Linked DNA regions of Sus scrofa: region 1 is linked to region 2. Evidence: chromatin contacts called from public Hi-C data. All regions are on one chromosome and are shown on one strand. The core of a region is the stretch at or near the end of the contact, and the rest is flanking DNA. Distances in the headings are between cores, read along the strand shown. Region 1 holds the start of SEC14L5 (SEC14-like protein 5). Region 2 holds the start of GLYR1 (putative oxidoreductase GLYR1).

What was found. A called contact is a pair of places that touch in the nucleus more often than the background predicts.
Region 1: a Hi-C map of embryonic fibroblasts shows a contact between it and region 2, with 3 times the contacts expected there. The contact joins the promoter of SEC14L5 here to the promoter of GLYR1 in region 2. A contact is called at or near these places in 3 of 5 promoter capture datasets (fetal skeletal muscle and liver) and 6 of 47 Hi-C or Micro-C datasets (embryonic fibroblasts, heart right ventricle, liver and 1 more).

Annotation. Positions count from the first base shown.
Region 1 is chr3:37,441,514-37,445,218 of Sscrofa11.1, reverse strand. SEC14L5 (SEC14-like protein 5) reads left to right here and starts at 2,091. Exons shown (of 16, transcript XM_003124623.4): 1 at 2,091-2,347; 2 at 3,010-3,125. The coding sequence starts at 3,063.
Region 2 is chr3:37,554,107-37,557,590 of Sscrofa11.1, reverse strand. GLYR1 (putative oxidoreductase GLYR1) reads right to left here and starts at 2,234. Exons shown (of 16, transcript XM_013995678.2): 1 at 2,110-2,234; 2 at 1,034-1,070; 3 at 17-96. The coding sequence starts at 2,147. UBN1 (ubinuclein-1) reads left to right here and starts at 2,336. Exons shown (of 17, transcript XM_021086662.1): 1 at 2,336-3,070.

The DNA of each region.
Region 1 (3,705 bases), core at 842-3,341, 110 kb after region 2:
CAGGTGGAAGGTGGTGTGATTACTAATTCGCTTCCATTGGCTGGAGGAGGAGGGAGCTAGGCTCTCACTTCCCTCTGGACCTCTACCCACGCAGCTGGCCACCCCCGAACTCCCCACCTCCCACCACCCCCTCCCCTCATGTACTCACCAGATGGTGACGGAGGCGGAGCGGCGCTGAGAGTAGCCTGGAGACCTGGAGCCTCCCCGCAATCTCCTATGCTGCTTGTGGCTTTTCTTGACTCCCCTGCTCCCTGCATCTCCCACCCCGCCTCCTACTCCCACGAGCTGTCACCTTCGGGGGCAAAAGACACACGCGTGGGGGCGGCCGGGAAGATTCTGCCCGGGTGGAAGAGAGTAACGGGGGCGGGGGCCACGCCCACATGTAGGAGGAGCTCTCGGGAGCGACCTCCCCCTCCGGAGCGCACCTCCGAGCATCCTCGGTTCCCTAAGGAATCCCCGGGAGTGCCCTCCAAGATCTGCTAGCCAGCACGGCCAGACGCGTCTGTTTAAAAGAACCACGTGAGGAGCTGGCGAACAAGCACGTGCCCAGGCTCTTCTCAAATGGTGCCCGAGAAAACAGATTGCCCCTCCCGATCCTTTCAGGTGTAAACATTCCGCTCTGATTATCTTGGGTCAACTCAAGCCTCTCGTGTTGTCACAACCGCCAACAGTGTGAACGAGCACTTGGTGCCCTGCACGGACGTCGGGGAGGAGCCTGGGAATTTCTCTGATGAACCTACAGTAGAGCGGATCTTCCCTCTACTCCTACCTTGCCCAGCAATTTCCCCTTCTAGAAGACCCAAGGAGCCGTGGACGGGCTTTTGCTGCTACCGTGTGGCGAAGATGGGGGCCGTGCACTCTATTTTTAGCCTTACCCAAGAAGGAGCCATTGACAGTCTTTTGCTGCCACCTTGTGGCAAGGATGGGAATCGTGCGCTCCATTTCCAGCTTTGATAACCTTAACCAAGAAGGAGCCATTGACGGTCTTTTGCTGCCACCTTGTGGCAATGATAGGAATCGCGTGCTCCATTTCTACCCTGGACAACCTTTAGCCAAGAAAACGCACTGAGCATCTACGGCTGCCAGATCCCCAGGAAGACCCTGCTGCCGTGGGGCAAATGAATAAGACAGACAAGACACAGTCTCTGCTCTCGCGGAGCTCACGCTCTCCTTGGACAGACCTACAAATAAATGAATGGATGAATAAAGGAGGTGATTGCAGAGTGTGACACAATGCTAGGAAGGAAGAAAAAGGATTGGTTGTCACAAGTGTAATGATATATCTGTCTCCCTGTACACACTCTCCCTGCCGTATCAACCCGCTGAGCGAGGCCAGGGATCGAACCCGCATCCTTATGGGTACTAGCCCAGTTCATTTCCGCTGAGCCACAACAGGACCTCCTTCACTCCTTGAATCCCTTCCCTGTTTATTTTTTTCACCTTGGCATTTTCCCCCATCTCACATAATGCTATATATTTGGCTCACTTATCGAATGTCTGTCTCCCCCACTGGAATGTAAACTCCACAAAACTCTACCTGTTTTGTTCACTGATGACTCTTCAGCACTTGATAAGTCCTAACACTTAAGCGATGTGTAAACAACTGCAAAGTGAATGAAAGATACCAGATACCGACAGGCCTGCTACTCGGGGCAGAACCGAGAGGGTTCTGGGGCGTGGCCAGTGGAGGGACCGGACTCAGAGTCCAGGAGGAGAGAGGGTTGGCCCGAGTTAGGGAACTGTACTGGGATAGAGGGGCGGGACAAGCAAGGGTTCGCCTGGAGGCAGAGCTAGATTAGAGCCGCAGCCTGGGGGCGGGGTCTTCCTGGGGCTGGGCCACGCGCGAGGCGAGTGCTTTAGGGGCGGGACCTATGGAGGCGGGGCCTGCGTGAGGCGGGGCCATACGGGAGGAAGGGCGGGGCGGGGCGTGGTCAAACAAGGAAGTGTAGAATAAAAGGCGGGACTAAGACTGGGATGGGGCCAGTCCAAGGCGGGGCCAGGCTGGGGCGGGGCCTGCCCAGGGCGGGGTAAATCTGGGCGGGGCCATGGCTGAGCCGGGGGCGGAGGAAAGGGGTTGGCTGGGGGGACGAGGGCGGAGCCAGTCCAAGATCTCCGCTGTCCTGGGTCCTGGAGCGCTCCCGCCCCGGCAGGGCTAGCTCCCGTCCCTTAAGTCCCTCCCTGACCCGCCCGGCCGCAGGGTGTGCAGGATCAGACGCCCCCAGCTCAGCGACCGCAGCTGCACCCAGTCCCAGGCTCTGAGCTTCGGGCCAGGCGGCCGCAGGGGACCCTGGAGGGCTCAGCTCCGCACTGCCCTGGGGCTGTGTCCCAGGAGACTCCGAGGGCGACGGTGAGCAGGGCTGGGGGTGGGGGGGGATGTGCGTGTGTGCGTGTACATCGGTGTGTGTGCATGTGTGTGAACGTCTGTGCGCATCAGGAGAATTATATGAGAGCCTGGAGTTGGGTAGGTGCGTGCTCCGGGGAGCTGGGTGTGTGTGCAAAGTTGAGTGCGTTTGCAAGGGCAGCCCCGTGTGGGAGGGCAGTCGTACATGTGTGTGCGTGTGAAATTTGGTGAGGACTGAATGTTAATGTGTCTTGGAGGAAAATGGGAGGGCAGGTGCAATGAATCTTGGGGGGACTGTGTGTTCCGGATGTCGGTGGCAGGCTGTGGGCTGCGTGGGTGAAGGAATTGTGGGAGTGTGAGAACTGCGAATGTATGTGTTTCCATTTGGACTTACTGGGTTTTCCATGACCCTCAGCATGAAGGGGTGGGGCCCAAACGTTGTGTGTACCGATTAATCCTGAGGAGGGAGAGTGGTCGGGGGCCAAGGGTAACGGACAGAACAGGGGTTTGGGGACTGGCCCAAAGTAATCTGGGGATCCCTGGCCCCCTTGACTTGAGGAGATGTGTGGGTGGCGCCAAGGGTGGGCCTGCCCCTGGCTAGGGAGCAGTGGGCAGGGCTCCTGCTTCACAGGGTGGGCGCTGCCGCCTCACCAGTCGCCCTCACTCAGGCTCCGTGCCCACTTCCTGCCTGGGTGGCTCTCGCTGGTCGTCCTGCAAGAACATGGTGCAGAAGTACCAGTCTCCTGTCCGCGTCTACAAGTACCCGTTCGAGCTGGTCATGGCGGTGAGTGACCCCCGACCCTGAGGTCCCTTGTGTGACGGGTGGAGGGATACCAGAGGTCAGCTCTGATGGTAAGAAGAGGGAGACCCCCTTGAACCCCCCGATCAGAAGGAATTAATGAGCTACTCCACTGACTGGGTGGGTCCAGCCTCTAACCAGGACCCTTCGCCTGGCCGTCCCACCTTTCATCACAACTTCCGGAACCCTTGCCCACTGACCAAAACACAAGGTCTTTCCCTCCTTTCCTTGTTGAAGCTTATCTGTCCTCTTATCTCGGTCCCCTTCAATAGAAAACAAGCATGTCAGGGGCCAAACCACTGCTGTCATTTTGTGTAATAATAATAGTTATTATTATATATATACTAATGATGATGACAGCAGCCATTCACTGAGGGTCTGTGGCGTTAAGTCTTTACAGATGTTATTTCGTGTAATTTCCAGCAGCTCTTCTCATTCTCATTTTACCTCCACTAAAGTGAAGCTTGGACAGGTGAAAGGACGGCTTTAAGTTCTGGGGCCAGGAAGAGGGAAAGCCAGGCCTGGATCCACAAGGGGGTGTGGACAGTGGCTCCAGAACCTAGAG
Region 2 (3,484 bases), core at 985-3,484:
GGTGAGCACTACTCACTGATCTTCTGTTCCAAAAAACTTTACAAAGAAGCATTTCTTTCCACGTGGTTTCTTTAAGTCCTTGGGTGGGTTAACAATCTAGGGAATAAAAGGGGGAAAAACAAATTTTTTTCCCCACAGTTATAAGTTGGTAAGGGAAAGAAAAAACAAAACACAAAAGAAATACATCTTAAAAAAACAAAACCAAACACAGGGCCTATTTTATGTCCAAATCTGGCACTCTTCTACTGAGACGTGGAAATGTGCAAATATTCTAGAAGTTCCCTGTGTCTGTCATGTAACACAGTGTTCAGTAGATACAATATCCCTTTTACTAAAACGGCCCTGTTTTAAAAGCAGACCAACATCATTACCTCCTGTAATGTGACCCTGTCATTATGGAAGAAACGCAGAAAACACTCTTAAAAATACCTCTGTGCAGGAAGAGTTCAGACAGGTCAACAGTGACAATGAAGTAACAGTGACAACACCGAGACACTGAAAATGCCATACTGCAAAGAGTCTGAAGACATTTCCTAGGCTCCAAACAAGAATATAAAAACAGATCGGTTGGAAAGCTATGAAGGATCACTTCGTGCAAAACGTGGAATGCCAGCTTCTGCAATGCACTGGAGCAGCACATATGGTAAAATGCAAAGAAGATTTAAACTCAGTGGGACAAAAATACTTTGACTTTTCACTAGCCTACATTTAGATTTTTCTTACTGGAAAATTTGTTTTCTTCTCCATTTATTAGATTTATGTGCAAAGCTAAATTCAAGTTAGAAAGGATTTTCAGGATGAAAAGACTTTTCCACAAACCACCTCTGATTCAAGAAACAATAACATACTGTAGATTTAATGACGTGGTTTAAATTACACTGCCTTTTCTAAAAAAACTGACAGTGGAGGAAAAAAAAATTCTCCAATGTTATTTAAATAGGCCCAGTTAAACTCAATGTTAGGAATTCAAGGGACTGCATCTTATACTCTCCACCTCCTCAAACTCAACTTCAGATGTCCGCCAGTCACTCACCTTTCCCGGCCAAGGAGGATACCGGCCGAGTTTCCCCCTAGAGAAAACACAAAGAGTCAGCATTTGCCCTGGAAAGGCCAGTCCGTCTCCTTCAACCCACTCAACATGCAATTTATTTTCCTAAATCTCCCCTTCGACGCTCAAGTGCCAGAATAGAAAAAGCTGGGAACCAGAAGTTCTTATTGTGGCATCCACAGCTGGGCCCAAGAGGCCCAAACCCCTCAGAAATGCAATGCAAAACTGTAAACTTGTGTGCATTCTTCCGGTGACAAGGGATACAGAAAAACAAAACTACCAAGAGTCGTTTGTCCAGAACCTCCCCGGGACGTGACGAGGGTGGCGGGACGGTCTGCTGTGTAAACACAGACTTCCCCTTACAAAGTCTGGTTTCATCCCCCAACCCGGCTTTGACAAATGCTAATGGAAATCCTTCCTCTAGACTGAGAAATGAGCTACGCAGCTCAGCTGGAGGGAGGCGGCGACAGTAAGTCTTGGTTCGGGCGGTTGTCTGGGACACAGAAGCAGACCAGGGGAAGCACCCAAGGAGAAACTGGTCCCTGCCAAACCTCCAGTTGTAAAGGAGAAGTCCCCACTCCGTTTCTTCACAGGACAGTGCCAGCAGCCCGGTTTCGACACTCCCGGCTGAGCCGCCCGCACCGGTCGGTGCCATCGCAAGGCGGGTTTCGACGGGCAGGCTGGGACGCGATGGCTCCGCAGGCTCCCCGGCTCTCCCGCTTTCCCGGGAGCCCCAACCAGACCCCGAGGCGAGGACCGGGCGTCCGCGGGAGCCGCGCGGCGCTGGGCACTCCCCAAACGGTGGCCGCTGGAGTCCGGGTCCTGTGCGCAGCCCTCTCCACAGCTCAAAGCCGGGTCCGCCGCGGCCACCCTCGGCCTCAGTCCCCCCGGGCCAGGCTGCCCCTTCCGCCCGGCGTCGCTCCCAGCGCCCGCACCCCGCCTCGCCCACTCTCCGCCACCTGAAGCGAAGAGAAAGGCAGCCCCGGGGCGGGCTGCGAACCCCACGCACAGGGAGGCAACTCCCCAGCGCACATCACTCGGCCCGGGCCGCCTGGACTCACCACACCAAATCGCCGAGCCGCAGACTCACAGTCGCCATCTTACCACCCAACCACCGCCGGCGCACGGGCAGCCGGGAACATCAGGTCGTCCCGGTGCCGCCCATTGGAGTGAGCCCGGTCACGTGACGGGGGCTGACCGTAACCGGACACGCCGCTGCTCTGACGTCACCGCGCCCGCCCAGGCTCATAGGCCGGCCTAGCGGCACGTGACCCGGGCGCCGCGGTCTCCGCGCGCCGGAGCCCGGAGACTCCCGGCTTCTTCCCCCTCCCTCCGGCTCGTGACAACGTAGCGCAGCGGTCTGAGGCGGCGGCGACGGTGCGGCCGGCGGAGCGAGCGAGTCCCCGAGCTAGGGAGCAGGTCCTGCGGCCCGCTCCGCCCCAGGGCCCTGGCCTTCAGCCCCTCCCCCTCGGCGCTTCCGTTACGGCCGTTAGTCCTGCGCGGGCCCGGGGCCGCCCGCGTCTCCGAGCCGGCAGCTGCCCTGACGGACTTCGGCGCGGCCTGGAAGCCAGCCTCCGCCCGCGCCCGGGGCCTCGCGCCCGACGGGCTCTTCGCGGCCGCGCCCGGAGGGCGGACAGGTCCTTCGGAGGGTGGACAGGTCCTTTGGAGCGCTCTTTCTAACGGCCGGCGTCCAGGGAGAGGCTCCGATCCTGCGTCCGCGTCGCACGTTCTCCTGGGGCGCAGTGCTGCCCGTCCCGAAGTCCCAAGTTGCCCGGCCGACGTGGAGCCGGCGTCTCTCTGCTTCCTCCTGGGCCGGCGCGTCGGCACGGCCGGCGAGGCCCCCCGGGCGCGCGGGGACCGGGCCATGGGCCGTGGCGCGGGCCGGCCGACCGCCGGGAGGCATGGCTCGGTGGCCGGCCGCTAGCAGCGCGGCAGCCCGGGCTCCCGGGCCGGCATGAGGACGGCCACGGGGGAACGAGTGCGGCCCGCGGGGCCGTAGCCTGCGTCGCGCCGGGGACAAAGGTACGTGTCTTTGTGGGAACTGGGCTCTCACGTAAGCTTTGTTGTGGTTTGACACTTTTAGGGAAGTTGGAAACAGGCTGTTTTGACAACAGGAAGGCAGACGCTAAGCGTAGTTTCAGTATGTTCAAACTAAACCATTGAATGGGGAATCTTGAATAACAAGCAGTTTAGCACAGCGTCTGCCTAAATATCACCATCGCAGATAGAATGTAAAACATTTTAAAAAGGTTCCAATCTCAGTTTGAGAACCCAGGGAGTCTAAGTCAAGTGTTAACTTACCCGGGACTTTTCTTGAGTCACCGCCTGCATGAAAGAGTGGCAGGTCCACGGGCATCTCTCATAGGTGTCGTGTTATACAGAGACTGGGTGTAAACGGGAAGTTTTTAGCGAACTGACTTGTCCGAAGCCTGGTTT